Linked DNA regions of Oryctolagus cuniculus: region 2 is linked to region 1. Evidence: chromatin contacts called from public Micro-C data. All regions are on one chromosome and are shown on one strand. Each heading gives the region's core, a stretch centred on a gene start, on an enhancer-like site or on the middle of the called end of the contact. The rest is flanking DNA. Distances are from core to core; before and after follow the strand shown.

Evidence for each region. Hi-C and Micro-C count contacts between places; a contact is called where the count stands out from the background.
Region 2: a Micro-C map of ear pinna shows a contact between it and region 1, with 3 times the contacts expected there. The contact joins two enhancer-like sites. A contact is called at or near these places in 4 of 6 Hi-C or Micro-C datasets (ear pinna, liver, psoas muscle and 1 more).

The regions. Positions count from the first base shown.
Region 1 is chr1:18,773,186-18,777,212 of mOryCun1.1, forward strand. It overlaps CSTPP1 (centriolar satellite-associated tubulin polyglutamylase complex regulator 1), which reads right to left. Exons shown (of 9, transcript XM_051852833.2): 6 at 3,616-3,811; 7 at 2,491-2,600; 8 at 766-829. Among named protein-coding and RNA genes, the nearest start is that of ARFGAP2, 15 kb to the left of the region's middle. Within about 2 kb of position 2,261, at least 2 of the 8 cell types and tissues checked have an H3K27ac peak or open chromatin away from gene starts, as enhancers often do. A contact at or near this core is called in ear pinna, where this site is marked.
Region 2 is chr1:19,042,562-19,046,588 of mOryCun1.1, forward strand. It overlaps LRP4 (LDL receptor related protein 4), which reads left to right. Exons shown (of 38, transcript XM_070071003.1): 5 at 1-50; 6 at 369-497; 7 at 726-845; 8 at 1,181-1,306; 9 at 1,877-2,002; 10 at 2,196-2,330; 11 at 2,712-2,837; 12 at 3,158-3,388. Among named protein-coding and RNA genes, the nearest start is that of LRP4, 19 kb to the left of the region's middle. Within about 2 kb of position 2,155, at least 3 of the 8 cell types and tissues checked have an H3K27ac peak or open chromatin away from gene starts, as enhancers often do. A contact at or near this core is called in ear pinna, where this site is marked.

The DNA of each region.
Region 1 (4,027 bases), core at 1,011-3,510:
CGCCCCTAGTGCACGTCCTGCAGTGCTTAGTGGGGCTGGGGGAGGGAGGTGGGCAGGGACCGCCCTTGCTCATGGGGTTAGGAGGACTTTCCACAAGAGACCCGAGCCAGCAGTCAGGTGACCTCAGCCCAGCCTGCCCGCTTGGGGCCGGACTGAAGTCCAAAGGCTGACGGCCCCCAGGGATAGACTTGGCTGAAGAACCGGGTGTGTGGTTCGCTGGGCTGTTATTCAGCCGTTTCGTCAGCAGAGGGCGGCAGGGTGCGGGCCAGGCAGGTGGGTGGGAGTAGCAGGGCTGGGCGGGGCAAGGTAGAGGGTGCAGGCAGGGCCTGTTGGACTCCTCAAGTCTCGGACTCGTCTGTCTCTTCCGTGGAGCCATCACTCTCGGCATCCACTTTGCGGGAGTGATGGAGGGGCCTCCAGGGGGAGCCAACCCGGGAAGGGGTCCGGGAAGGCAGGCAGCTGGCCTCAGGCGTGGCAGTGACCGAGTTGACCAGGCCTGGGACCTGAACCAGCCTGAAAGAGCGAAAAAGCCCGGAGGGCAGCAAGGCTCCGTCTGCCCAGAGACCACGACCTCCACGCGCACTCCTGCTCCTGGACGAACCTAAGGGCTTAGCCCACAGAACTCGTGAGGCCACCTCAGGCTTCTGCTGACCCCCAAACCCTTCCCTGACTGGCGCAGGGCGTTACCGACCCTACGCTGTGACCCATGGCGGGCACAGCCGCGTCCATCCACAAGGGGGCAGCACCTCCCCACTTGACACTTACAGCCGTTCCAGCTCCTCATCCATGGCTGGGTCGTGCATCAGATCTCCTTTGTCAGGCAAAGCTCCTAGGAGATAATTGTGGGGCACAAAACTCAATCCCAGCTTCCTTCCACCTCTGCCTACTCTGCTGACCCTGGGGAGGGCTGCTCCTGGGTCAGAGAACAGCCATGGGCAGGAAGTCCTGGGTCCCCGGGGACCTGTCGTGGGCCCTGCTGCCCAGCCTCCCTCACTGGGGGCAGAGGCAACGGGGAAAACATTTCCAAGCAAACGGTGTCCCCTTCCGAAATGTCTTGGGGTGTGAACTGTTGCTGGTTCTGGAGGCCCCAAGCCCCACAGGCCAGAGGTGATCCAAGTGTGTGTGCCCCAGTTGGGGTGGCGCCCTCTTAGAGACAGCAACGGCTGCTCCTGCTCCTGGGGGACGGGCGGGGGCCCTGCGTCTCAGAGGTGAGAAGAGGAGGCTGGGTCTCAAGGCCGAAGCCCGCGTGGCATGGCCAGAGGTGGCCAGGAGGGGCGCTGTCCCATCTGGACTTAACTCCAAGCCGAGTGGAGGCGAGGCACGGCCTCCACAGTGCCGGTCTCCAGCCTCTCCACATCTCCAGGGGATGCCACCAGGCCCCTTTTGTGCTATGTTAGTGGTTTTCAAACTGGCTTCCATGGAACCCTCCCATTTTCCTGGCTGCCTTGGGGGCTAAGGGAGCAAGGTGCCCCCTTCCACAAGGGGCTTCAACCAGCGCGTGCCCAGATCGCCATCCCATGCGCCAGAGCTGCAGGTGAGGGCAGAGACCGCGTGTCTCCCACGCCAGGCGTGAGTGCTTGGGACGGGCTACTGAATGAGTGTCTTTAAAAGGCCTGGAGAGGCCGAGAGGGGATGAGGTTAGCCCCAGCTGTGCCCCAGCTGCTAGTCAGCTCTTCCCGGGTAGCAGCCGTAAGCTTGGAAAGGAAGGGAGGGGCCGCTGCCTGGGAGTGTGGGCGCGCACCCCCTGCAGACCCTCTCCCGCCCCACCCCCTTCCTCCTGACCCCTGACGTCCAAGCCTAGCCGGTGACCTTGGCTACCAGCCTCCCTTGCTTGAGGGGTCCCTAGACCATGCAAGTGCGGAGCACCATGTGGCTGGCTGTGCCCCTCGGGGTAGCCCTGAAGACCTGTGGGCGCTCCTCCCAGAGCTGGCCCAAGGAAAAGGCCAGCCTCCTCTGAGACTCAGCACCCAGGGCCCCAAGCACCCCAGAAGCTCCCCTGGGGACAGACAGAGAAGCAGCCGGGACAGTCGGGCAGACCGGCAGACCGTGGCTTTTCCCCTGGAGAGCAGTGGCTGGGGGCGGGGCAGGGTGGGGAAAGCCAACCCGTGGGACCAGGACAGACAGCCGAAACTGGGCCAGCGCAGGCTCCCGCCTTTTTGTTCCCTTTCAGGTTAGTCGGTGTTCCTCCCCAGACACACCTCTGCCCTGTTTGTAAATGGGATCCAGGGCTCTTTGCTATGTCATCTGTGGAGCCACGGGTGAATAGCCCTGTGCCTGCCCCGCAGGCAGGCCGCGCCCCACGCTTCATGTCCAGGCCCGCTTCATGTCCGGGCAGCGCGCAGCGGCCGGGAGCGCTGTCCCTTACCATGGGAATGTGAGGCCCAACGGGGCACAGTCTGGGGCTGTGCTCATTCCGCTCCCTAGGACTCAGGGCCACGGGGCCACCTGCCGGACCCGGGGATGGTGGGGCCGGGCGGGGCTCTGGCTTACCTAGGGCTTGGTTGATCCCATGATGCTTTGAGAGGGCCACAAGGAATCCATAGAAAGTCAGTCTCTGCACGCTGCTCAGGATCTCTTTGACAAGAGCTGGGGGCGGGCAGCTGAAAGGGGAATGCAGGAGGCAGAGTCAGAGACCAGGGTCGGCTTCCTCCAGCCCTTCAGGCCTGGAAGGATTCCAGGCCCACGAGCCACCGCGGGAGCAAGGCTTTGGCTGCAGGCAGCTCTGCTCCCTCCAGGTGACACCTCCTGGGGGTGCGTCCCGAACAGCTGGCTGTCCTGTCCCTAAGGTGACTTCATGCCACAGCGGACTGCTGAGCTCTTCCTTGCTACAGGAATGTTTAAAAATAGTTATTAGGGCCGGCACCGCAGCTCACTAGGCTAATCCTCCGCCTAGTGGTGCCGGCATACCGGGTTCTAGTCCCAGTCGGGGCGCCGGATTCTGTCCCGGTTGCCCCTCTTCCAGGCCAGCTCTCTGCTGTGGCCCGGGAGTGCAGTGGAGGATGGCCCAAGTGCTTGGGCCCTGTACCCCATGGGAGACCAGGAGAAGCACCTGGCTCCTGCCTTCAGATCAGCGCGGCCATTGGAGGGTGAACCAACAGCAAAGGAAGACCTTTCTGTCTCTCTCTCTCTCTCTCACTGTCCACTCTGCCTGTAAAAAAAAAAAAAAGTTATTTCACAGGCAGAGGGACGGAGAGAGGTCTTCCATCCACTGGTTCACTCCCACAACGGTCCAAACAGCCAGGGCTGGGCCAGGCCGAAGCCAGGAGCCAGGAGCCTCATCTGGGTCTCCCATGTGGGTGCAGGGCCCAAGGTCTTGGGCCATCCTCTGCTACTGTCCCAGGTGTATTAGCAGGGAGCTGGATCAGAAGTAGGGCAGCCAGGACTTGAACCGGCGCTCCAGCGTGGGATGCCAGCAACACAAGCGGTGCCTTAACCTGCCGTGCCACATGTTGGGCCAGGTGGGAGCAGGCCTTTCTGTGGGAGCCCCCCGGGGAGCTGGAGTCAGCGCCCTGGCGAGCAGCACGGGGCACTGTCCCGTTTCACATTCCACCTGTTCCCAGGCTCAGGGCCCGTGAGCCCTGGGGCCGAGGTGGGGTCTGTGTGCCCATTTCTTACCTGTACTTGTGCCGGTCACACAGGTTTTCCAGGCACTGGCAGAAGAGCGACGCCTCCACTCCCTCCAACATGCTGGCCTCACCCAGGGTCGGGCGCTGGCGGTGCTGCCCGCTGGACGACGTCGGCACGATGACCGTGTTGGGGCTCTTGCCCGACAGCAGGTCCTGATAGATGGCGGCCACGCTGTCCAGGAACTCTGGTGCCACGAGGGGAGGGGCACAGCTCAGCCAGGGAGGACGCCTCTCCTGCCTTCACTGCCCCTCGCCCTTGAAACGACAATTCATGTATTTATGTGAAGGGCAGGCGGGCGGGGGTGTGGGGGCTGGGGGGGGGTGGGGAGGGGAGCGCCCTCTTGTGGTTCACTGACGGCGGGGAGCCAGGAACTCCCTCCCGGTCTCCCAGGTGGATGCAG
Region 2 (4,027 bases), core at 905-3,404, 270 kb after region 1:
CTGCGATGGGGACACAGACTGCAAAGATGGCTCCGACGAGGAGAACTGCCGTGAGTGCCCCCGCCCTCAGGCTGTCGGGCTGGGTGCAGGCAGAGGGCTCGGTCCCATGGCTCAGGGCAAGGCTGAGCAGTGTCTGTACAGGGGCCAGTGGGTGGGTTCTTCTGGAGCAGCCCCTCCTTGGCCTACGTTAGGATGGAAGCAGTTGCCCACATGGGGTGCGTCTGCCTGGCTCTGGGAATCTCTGATGGAACCTGGTGACGTCTCACCTCAGGGAGGCTCCCTACCTGAGCATCTTGCCCATCGGGGAGTCAGGGCCTCTGCGCCCCGGCCCGAGTGACCGCCTCTCCTCACCTCTGCCTTCCTTCCAGCCTCGGCAGTGCCAGCGCCCCCCTGTAACCTGGAGGAGTTCCAGTGCGCCTACGGCCGCTGTATCCTCGACATCTACCACTGTGATGGTGATGACGACTGTGGAGACTGGTCGGACGAGTCTGACTGCTGTGAGTGCCCCAGCAGCCGGGAGGAGGGGAGGCCAGGCCAGGAGGAACCCCGGGGAGGCGAGGCACAGGTGGGCGGGAGCTCGGGGCGGGGGTGGGGGGGTGGGGGGGGTTCCTGGGTTCCCTGGGCCTCCTTGGACGGAGCCAGCGTGCTGGGGCTGGGCTTTCTCGTCTACCATGGAACACTGAGTGCACAGGCTGGCTAGAGACGAAAAACTTGTGTTTCCCCAGCCTCCCACCAGCCCTGCCGCTCTGGGGAGTTCATGTGTGACAGTGGCCTGTGCCTCAACATGGGCTGGCGCTGTGATGGTGACGCGGACTGCGACGACCAGTCTGATGAGCGCAACTGCAGTGAGTGTGGGGGGACAGCACCGAAGGCTGCAACTAGGGAGTGGGGTTGTTGGACAGGACCACCATGCACCGTTGTGTGGGTGGGACACTGCACAGAGGCGCAATATCCAGTCGGATACCAGTCATATAGTAGATACAGCCTCATCATGGCCTTTTCCCAAGGATGGCAGTAAAGAGCCTTGAGGCCTGATTCCCACAAGGATGCCCCACAGACCAGCTCACACTGGTATCGAGAAGGGTGGCATGGGTGCTGACATAAGCTCCAGTTTCGGGTGGCAGGGCAGAGTTTGAGGCCGAGCGAGGCCAGCCTTTCACTAGGCCTTTGCTTTGCCCAGCCACCTCGGTGTGCACGGCAGAACAGTTCCGCTGTCGGTCAGGCCGCTGCATCCGCCTGTCGTGGCGCTGTGATGGGGAGGTCGACTGTGCAGACAACAGTGATGAAGAGAACTGTGAGAACACAGGTGGAGTCTCCCGGGATTCCCCCAGACCCCTTAGCCTCTAGTTGGAGTGGGGGCCACGGGTGGAAAGAGGGTGTGACCGCTGCCCTTCCAGTTTGCCCTGGAGGTGCTATGTTTAGATTTTCCCTTGCTATGGATTTTCCTGCCCTTCCCAGTGACCAGGGTCAAACTCAGGTGCATCACTGACCTGGGGCCCCGGGGGCCTGAAACATGGTATCAGGGCTATGAGTTACGAATGCCGCTCACATCCCAGCCCACACACAGCCAGAGCCTACCTCTCGGGAGCTGACAGCCCATGCCCACACCATACCAGCCTTACAGAGATACAGTTGATTGTGTCCCACATCCCGTCCCTTGCCTTGTGGTGCCCAGGGGAGAGCACGAATGCAGACATCAGCCAGCCCTGTCTGAGCTGTTTCCTGCCTTGGACCCCGACCCTCCCACCTTGTCTCATCTGTCTCCAGCTCGCCCTAGAAAATGACAGGCTCCATCCTTTTGTTGACCCAAGCCCTGCCCCGCTGTGACCTGACTCTCCCTTCTTCCCTCTCCCTCTCCCTCTCCTTCTCTTTCTAGGAAGCCCCCAGTGTGCCTCGGACCAGTTCCTGTGTTGGAACGGGCGCTGCATTGGGCAGAGGAAGCTGTGCAACGGGGTCAATGACTGCGGTGACAACAGCGACGAAAGCCCACAGCAGAGCTGCCGTGAGTGTCCCCAGCGGGCGGACCTGCCACGTGGCTTGTGGTTGAACCCCACCCAGAAGGCTCAAAGGGAATCCTCCCTGGGGACTCTCGGAGCTTTGGGAGCTGTGCTCCGTGGGCCAGGTGGAATGCCAAGTTGGCTGTCTGGGGGAGGATTCTGGGCTCGACTCCCAACTCTCTGCCTTGGCTGGCACAGGGCCCCGGACTGGTGAGGAGAGCTGCACTGTTAACAACGGCGGCTGCGCCCAGAAGTGCCAGATGGTGCGGGGAACAGTGCAGTGTACCTGCCACACAGGCTACAGGCTCATGGAGGATGGGCGCACGTGCCACGGTGAGCTGGGGCCTGGCTTACAGCAGGGTCAGGCCGTAGTCAAGGGCAGCAGACAGGCAGCTGTGTTTCCTGCGGGTCAGGATGGACGTGGCCCCAGTCCATTATCCCGATAACCCTAAGAAGTGGCATCATCCTGCCCACGGCTCAGGGAGGCTCAGTAACTTACCAAAAGCCACACAGCTAGGCAGCAGCAGAGTTGGGATCCCAGCCCAGCTCAGTGTGCATGGCCCCAGAGAGCCTTAACCCCTTGTTTCATGGCCTTCCCACCAGCCTAGAAAGTAGGTGGGGATGAGGGCAGGAAGCAGCCAGTCCAGTTGGCCTGGGAATTGGGGTGGGAGGGTGGTGGAACGGAGTTCTCCTGACCCTGCCCCGTGTTCGCAGATGTGAATGAATGTGCCGAAGAGGGGTATTGCAGCCAGGGCTGCACCAACAGTGAAGGGGCTTTCCAGTGCTGGTGTGAAGCTGGCTATGAGCTACGGCCCGACCGGCGCAGCTGCAAGGCGCTGGGTAAGGGGTGCTGGCCGGGTGGGGAGCAGGCTGAGCGTGGAGAAACGCCAGGTGATCCGAAGCTCAGGAATTAGCTGGCAGGTAGTGCAGTTTCCATCAGAGTAAAATGAAGTGCTGAGTTCCATCCTGGGCCCCAAGGAAACCCCTTACAGGAGTGGGATGGAGAGTGTAGTTTGGAGGTTTCCACTCCTGCAGTACCAAGACTGACCGCTTGGGGGAGCATCTGTCAGCTGAGGACCTGGGGGTGTGTGCCGAGATGAGTATGGATCAGGGACAGCGCTGAAGCCCAGTGGGGACCTGGTTTTTATGCTGTGTCCCAGGGCCGGAGCCTGTGCTACTGTTTGCCAATCGCATCGACATCCGGCAGGTGCTGCCGCACCGCTCCGAGTACACCCTGCTGCTCAACAACCTGGAGAATGCCATCGCCCTTGATTTCCATCACCGGCGTGAGCTCGTCTTCTGGTCGGATGTCACCCTGGACCGGATCCTCCGTGCCAACCTCAATGGCAGCAATGTGGAGGAGGTTGTGTCTACTGGGCTGGAGAGCCCAGGTAGGGACAAGGCCCCAGGGGAAGGGGCAGGGCCGCAGTGGAAGGCAGGCAGGCAGGCAGGCAAGGGGTTTGCAAACCCTAGGAAGCAGAATATCTTTTTCTTCCAGTGAAGTCTTAAATGGAATTCTAATATATCAAAGCTTTGCTAGTGTATATGAGGGTACTTCATGGAGGGGGTGGATATTTAATCTAATGGTTCAGGTTAAGGTATCAGTTGCGATGCCTGCCTCTCCTATCTGAATGCCTGAGTTAGATACCCAGCTCTGGCTTCTGACTCCAGCTTCCTACTAATGCAGACCCAGGAGGCAGCAGCCGCAGCTCAAGTAACTGGGTTCCTGCCATGCATGTGGAAGATCAGGGTTGAGTCCCTGGCTCTGGGAATTAGGGGAGCGAATTAGCAGATGGGTGTTCTTTACCCACCCACCCCCAACCCCGGTCTCTCAAATAAACTGGAAAAACAAAAGAATTAATGGGAAAATGGAATTAAAAGATAAGTTTGGTGTAGCAAGATATTGAAATCCATGCACAGGGGCCGGTGTTGCACAGCAGGTTAAGCTACTATGTGTAGTGGTGGCATCCCATGTTGGAGTGAGTGCCAGTTCAAACTCTGGCCGCTCTGCTTCTAATCCAGCTCCCTGC